2 separate regions of the Anser cygnoides genome follow, and region 1 is linked to region 2. A link is a contact called in public Hi-C data. All regions are on one chromosome and are shown on one strand. Each heading gives the region's core, a stretch centred on a gene start, on an enhancer-like site or on the middle of the called end of the contact. The rest is flanking DNA. Distances are from core to core; before and after follow the strand shown.

Evidence for each region. A called contact is a pair of places that touch in the nucleus more often than the background predicts.
Region 1: a contact with region 2 is called in a Hi-C map of liver, with 9 times the contacts expected there. The contact joins the promoter of NR2F1 here to the promoter of ARB2A in region 2. A contact is called at or near these places in 2 of 7 Hi-C or Micro-C datasets (both in liver).

The regions. Positions count from the first base shown.
Region 1 is chrZ:2,431,610-2,434,309 of Taihu_goose_T2T_genome, forward strand. NR2F1 (nuclear receptor subfamily 2 group F member 1) reads right to left here and starts at 1,293. Exons shown (of 4, transcript XM_066987740.1): 1 at 816-1,293; 2 at 484-813. The coding sequence starts at 930. It overlaps LOC136789000, which reads right to left. Exons shown (of 3, transcript XM_066988232.1): 2 at 2,296-2,401; 3 at 1,418-2,181. The coding sequence ends at 1,490.
Region 2 is chrZ:2,138,994-2,141,693 of Taihu_goose_T2T_genome, forward strand. ARB2A (ARB2 cotranscriptional regulator A) reads left to right here and starts at 1,350. Exons shown (of 12, transcript XM_066988632.1): 1 at 1,350-1,490.

The DNA of each region.
Region 1 (2,700 bases), core at 43-2,542, 290 kb after region 2:
ACGCGGAGAGGCAGACACGCGCGCGGAGACAGCGGCTAAACGATAAATATTTAGCGAGCGATCATAATAATAAATTCTCGGCACAATGAGCGGGGAAGGGAAGAGCGTGGCGGTGCCGGGGAAGGGGGTGGGGAAGAGCAGGAGGAGGGCAGGAGGCACAAACCAAAAAGCAAAAGAAAACACCACCATCCACCATCCACAATAACAACAAAACCTGGTGCAAAGCTGCCAGATGGAGTGCAGGCAGAGGGAGAGATTGACATGTGCATGTAAATATAGAGAGACCTAGATCGCCACGGAGAGCTGCAAATATATCCGTACACACACACAGACACACTCTGAGCGCGTGTGTATGCACGTCTCTGTGTGCACGCGTGTGCGCGGATGGGTGCGCACGCCACACGCTCACTCACACTCGCACACACTCGCACGACAGCCACGGGGGGAGAGGGAGCGGTAGTATAGTAGGGAAGAAATATTCACCTTCCCGCCTCATGCCCACTTTGAGGCACTTCTTGAGGCGGCAGTACTGGCACTGGTTGCGGTGGTGCTGGTCGATGGGACAGTTCCTGTTGGCACGGCATGTGTAAGTTAAGTTCCTGCGGACGCTCCTCTTGAAGAAACTTTTGCAGCCCTCGCAGGTGAACTGGCCGTAGTGCTTGCCGCTGGACTTGTCCCCGCACACCACGCACTCGATGTGCTGCTGGCTCTGCCCCGAGCCCTGCTGGCCCGGGCCCTTGTCCCCGGCCGTGCCCGGCGTGGAGGGGGGTCCCGGCTGGCTGGGGGTCTGCGGGGTGTGCGGGGCGGCCGAGCCCCTTGCTGCTGGGGGGGCTGCTCCCGAGCCGGCTGCGCTGCGGGGTTGGGGCCGCTCGGGGTGCCCCCGGCCACGTCTTCCTGCGGATCTCGCCAGCTGCTAACTACCATTGCCATATCTCGGGCCCAAAAAAGTGCTGGGGAGCGGCGCGGCTCGCTGCGGGCTGCCGGGGAGAGAGGCGGGGGGCGGGGGGGGGGGCGGGCGGCCGGGGGCCGGGGGGCGAGCGGGGAGCGAGGGGACCGTGCCTGCCGCCTGCCTCCGCCTCGGCTGCCGCTGCCCTGCTGCCGCCGCCGCTGCTGCCGCCGGCTGGAGCCGCTCCTGCCGTTTTCTTTATTTTATTTATTTTCCGCCGCCAGACCCCCTCCTCTCGCTCCTCGAGCCCTCGCTAATTTTTTTTTTTTTTTTAAGGAAAAAGAAAAAGGGAGGGGGAGGGGGGCGTCGGAGGATTTTTTTTCCTCTCTCCCTCTTTTCTCTTTTTCCCCCTCCTCTCCTTTTTTTTCTTTTTTTTTTTTTTTTCACTGTGCTGCCCCCCCCCTCTCAAAATGCCCCCGTCTCTCTGCTTCCCCCTCTCTCTCTCCCTCGCCTCTTCTCCTCTCCCTCCCCCCCCCCCCCCCCCCCTCCGCCACTTCAAGTTGCAAAATCAGAAACGGCAAACAAGGCTGTCGGGAGAGGCATTCAGGAGAGTAACACGCCGGACACGCACACGCAGGGCAGACACGCGCGCACACGCGCCCGGCACACGGCTCCCCACTCGCGCACACGCACACACGCACGGGCACAGGCACACGCGGTCCGGGCGCTACGAGCGCGGAGGATGTGCAGGCATAGAGGAAGCCGGAGCGCCGCCGAGGAGGAGGAGGAGGAGGTGGAGGAGGAGGAGGAGGAAGAGGAGGAGGAGGAGGAGGAGGAGGAGGAGGAGGAGGAGGAGGAGGAGGAGGAGGAGGAGGAGGAGGAGGAGGAGGAGGAGGAGGAGGAGGAGGAGGAGGAGAAGGAAGAGGAGGAGGTCGCCGCTCGCCGCTCGCCGCCGCCGGGGCCCGCGGAGGCTGCTCCCACCGCCGCTGCCGCTGCCGGTGCGGGCTCTCGGGGCGCCGCCGGGCTGGGGAGGAGGGAGGTTGAAGCGGAGGAAGGATCCGGCCTCCGGCGATCAGGGCATGGAGGTGTCCGGGGGCCAGGTCCAGGGCAGGGCGCCGTCAGCCATTCAGGGCGGCGGAGCCGGGGAGCGCGGCGGAGGCGGGCGGGGAGCTGAGGCAGTTTGATCCCGTGTCGGCGGCGGAGGAGGAGGAGGTGGAGGTTGCCGGTCGCTGCTCTTTCTCTCGAGCTCGCTCTGTCTCGCTTTCTGTGTCTCTGGAGCTCGCTTGCTTCTTCTTCTTTTAAAAAAAAAATACAAAAAAAAAAAAAAAAATCGGATGTGACTAAATTCGCAGAGGAGACGAATTCACGGCGAAGTGTAAAAATAGAGAATGGGAATAATAATGACACACGCAGGAAAAAGAGAGATCCAAAGTAGGTCGAATAAATAAATCCTCTTCTTTTCCTCTTTCTTGCCCCTTCCTTCTTCTTCTTCTTCTCCTGTGAGAACACACGATGCTGGTTGCAGGGAAGGAAAAAAAAAAAAAAAAAAAAGATCGTGAAATCGCCCCCAAAAATGTTCCTTTTTTTTTTGTTTGTTTGTTTGTTTGCCTAAAAAAAGTATTTCGGGTAAAAACTCATCAGCCAGAAGCAGAGCCCTCCCCCAAAATAAAAAAAAAAAATAGGCAAGAACGGTCAAAATAATAACGGTATTAAGATGTGAACGCGTTCTCTCTCTGTCTCTCCGAGCCCCCCCCCCCGTCTCTCTCTCTCTGCTTTTTCCCCTTTTTTCTTTCTTTTCCGATTTTTTTTTTTTT
Region 2 (2,700 bases), core at 100-2,599:
ATGTCGAGTCAGCAGTGTGCCCTGGCAGCCAAACGGGCCAACCGCATCCTGGGGCACGTCAAGCACAGTACTGCTGGCTGGTTGATGGAAGTGATGTCCTGCTCTGCTCTGCACTGGTGTGGCCTCATCTCAAGTACTGTGTGCAGCTTTGGGTGCCACAATATATGATGGACATAAAAATATTAGAGAGTGTCCAAAAGAGGACCATGAAGATGGTGAAGGGTCTAGAGGGCAAGACGTGTGAGGAGTGGCTGAGGTCCCTGGGTTTGCTCAGCCCCGAGCAGAGCAGGCCGAGGGGAGGCCTCATGGCGGCCTGCAGCTCCCTCACGAGGGGAGCGGAGGGGCAGGCGCTGAGCTCTGCTCTCTGGGGACAGCGACAGGACCCGAAGGGATGGCATGGAGCTGGGGCAGGGGAGGGTCAGGCTGGGTGTTAGGGAAAGGTTCTGCACCCAGAGGTGGTCGGGCACTGGGACAGGCTGCCAAGGGCTGTGGTCACGGCACTGAGCCTAATGGAGTTTGAGATGCATTTGTACAATATTCTTAGACATAGGGTATGATTTTTGGGTGGTGGTGTGTGGAGCCAGGAGTTGAACTTGATGACCTTTGTGGTTCCCTTCCAACTTGTGATATTCTATTATTTTATGAGTCTACATTATAATGCCTTCTGCATGGAGAATGATTTCTCTTATTCCTTCTGTGGGTGTTGGAGTCATTGAGGCTTCCTGCTTTCCATCAGAATAAGAACAGAGCTGGAAGCAACCTGCATGACAAATGTTGTACCTTCTCCCACACAGACCTGGCCCAGTCCTAGCTCACAGTACTTTGCCTGGGTACTGGGGGCTAACAAGGGTGGAACCACCTACGTCGTGGTTATCCTTGGGACAGGAACAGCTCACAGCCTTCTGCTCTGGACATAACCATCGGAGGTAGCAGCCTCCACACACCATTTGCATAAATTTCAGCAATTTGACCAAACCTGGATAGCTTTTTGAACAGAGCAAGGAAAACACCCTGATGAAATGCAACTAGACACGGGTCCTCTGGCTGCACCTCAGTGAGCATGCCGGAGCTGCTCACGGAGTTCTGCAGCATTTCGGGGCAGACCGTGACGGATTTGTGAGGAGGACGCCTCAAGACACACCGCACAAATATTTTGGTGTACGTCATTTTATTGACCTCAATGTTTTGTTGCCTTATTGACTCCGAGTGTTTTGGTGTGTTTTTTTATTTCCAGTTGACCCCCATCGTTTTGTTGTTTCTACTTTATTGACCCGAACGCCCCGCCGCGCGCCTTGCCGCGTCACCGCCCGCTGCCAGCGCCAGGCCCGCCCCCGCGCCGCCGCCTCCCCGCCCTGCCGCCCCGCTTCCGGCTTCCCCGCCGCGCCCCCCTCCCGGGCGCTGACGTCACGGCGGCGGACCCCGGAAGCGGAGCGGAGCGGAGGGGGGGGGGGGGGAGGTGCCGGCCCCGCCCCGCCGTGTCCGGGCGGCAGGTACGTGCGGCGGGACGGCACCGCGCGGGGGCGGGGGCGGGGGGAGCTGGGTGGCTCGGCTCGGCTCGGCTCGGCTCGGCCTGGCCCGGCCCGGCCCGGCCCGGCTCCGCCGCCGGTGCCGCCCCACGGTCCGGGAGGCCGCGCCGCCGAGAGGGGGCCGTGCGGGCGGCGGAGGGGTGCGGGTGTCCGTCCGTCCATCACGTCTGTCCGTCTGTCTCTCTGTCTGTCCGTCCGTCCGGCCCCTCACACGCAGCCCGCCGGCCCCGCCATAACGGCCGGGCTGCCCCGGTCCCGGTGCGGGAGGAGTGGCACGGCCCCCGCGGAGGGGTCGGGGCTTCTCTTCGGTCCTTCCATTTCCTCATTTCTATTTTTATTTTGTTACTTTATTCGTTTTGCTCGCTCCTTTTGTTTTTATTATCTGCTGCGTTTTATTTGCTCATTTTATGCATTTGCTCATTTATTTGCTCATTTTATTTATCTTATTATTTGCTCATTTTATTTATCTTATTATTTGCTCATTTTATTATTTGCTTATTTTAATATTCATTGCACTTGCTCTTTTATTTACTCATCATTTTATTCACTTTATTTACTTATTCTTTTTATTTTAATTATCTGCGCATTTCATTCATTTTATTTGCTAATTCCATCTTAATTATTTTTTATTTTCTTTATTTTCTTTCACTGTTTAATTTACTTTATTTCCCCCAGCACACGCCATCGCCACAGCTCCTCACGTTCCCTTCACCTTATTTATTTTATTACTTTACCCACTTAGTCGCACCCCCCCCCCCAAGACGTGGTGCTCGCCGCGCATTGCCTGGCAGTCATGGTGTGAACACGGTGCCCCCTGAGCCGGGCAGAGTTTGGCTCTCCTCCGGTCGGAGCTCCTCTTTGGATGGCAGTTCCTCAAGGTACAGCAGCTGAGAAAGCTTCACGAAATCAGGGACGTTTCTGAGTTGCCCAGGCCTAAGCGCAGGGAGGTAACTTGTAAATGACGGCTGGGTTTTAGCTTGGCAGGTAGGCAACTCAGAATTTGTTCTGAACGACCAGTTGTTGCCCATCCGCCCTTCCTTTCAACAAACGCAGTGCCCTTTGGAGAACCGTTGGCTGCTTTCCTTTCCTCTGGTCCCGACAAACTGCTGCCTGCCTTCAGGACGGTTCTCCTTTATCTCTGCTGTGGCTGGGGCCCAGCTGCGCAGTCTCATGT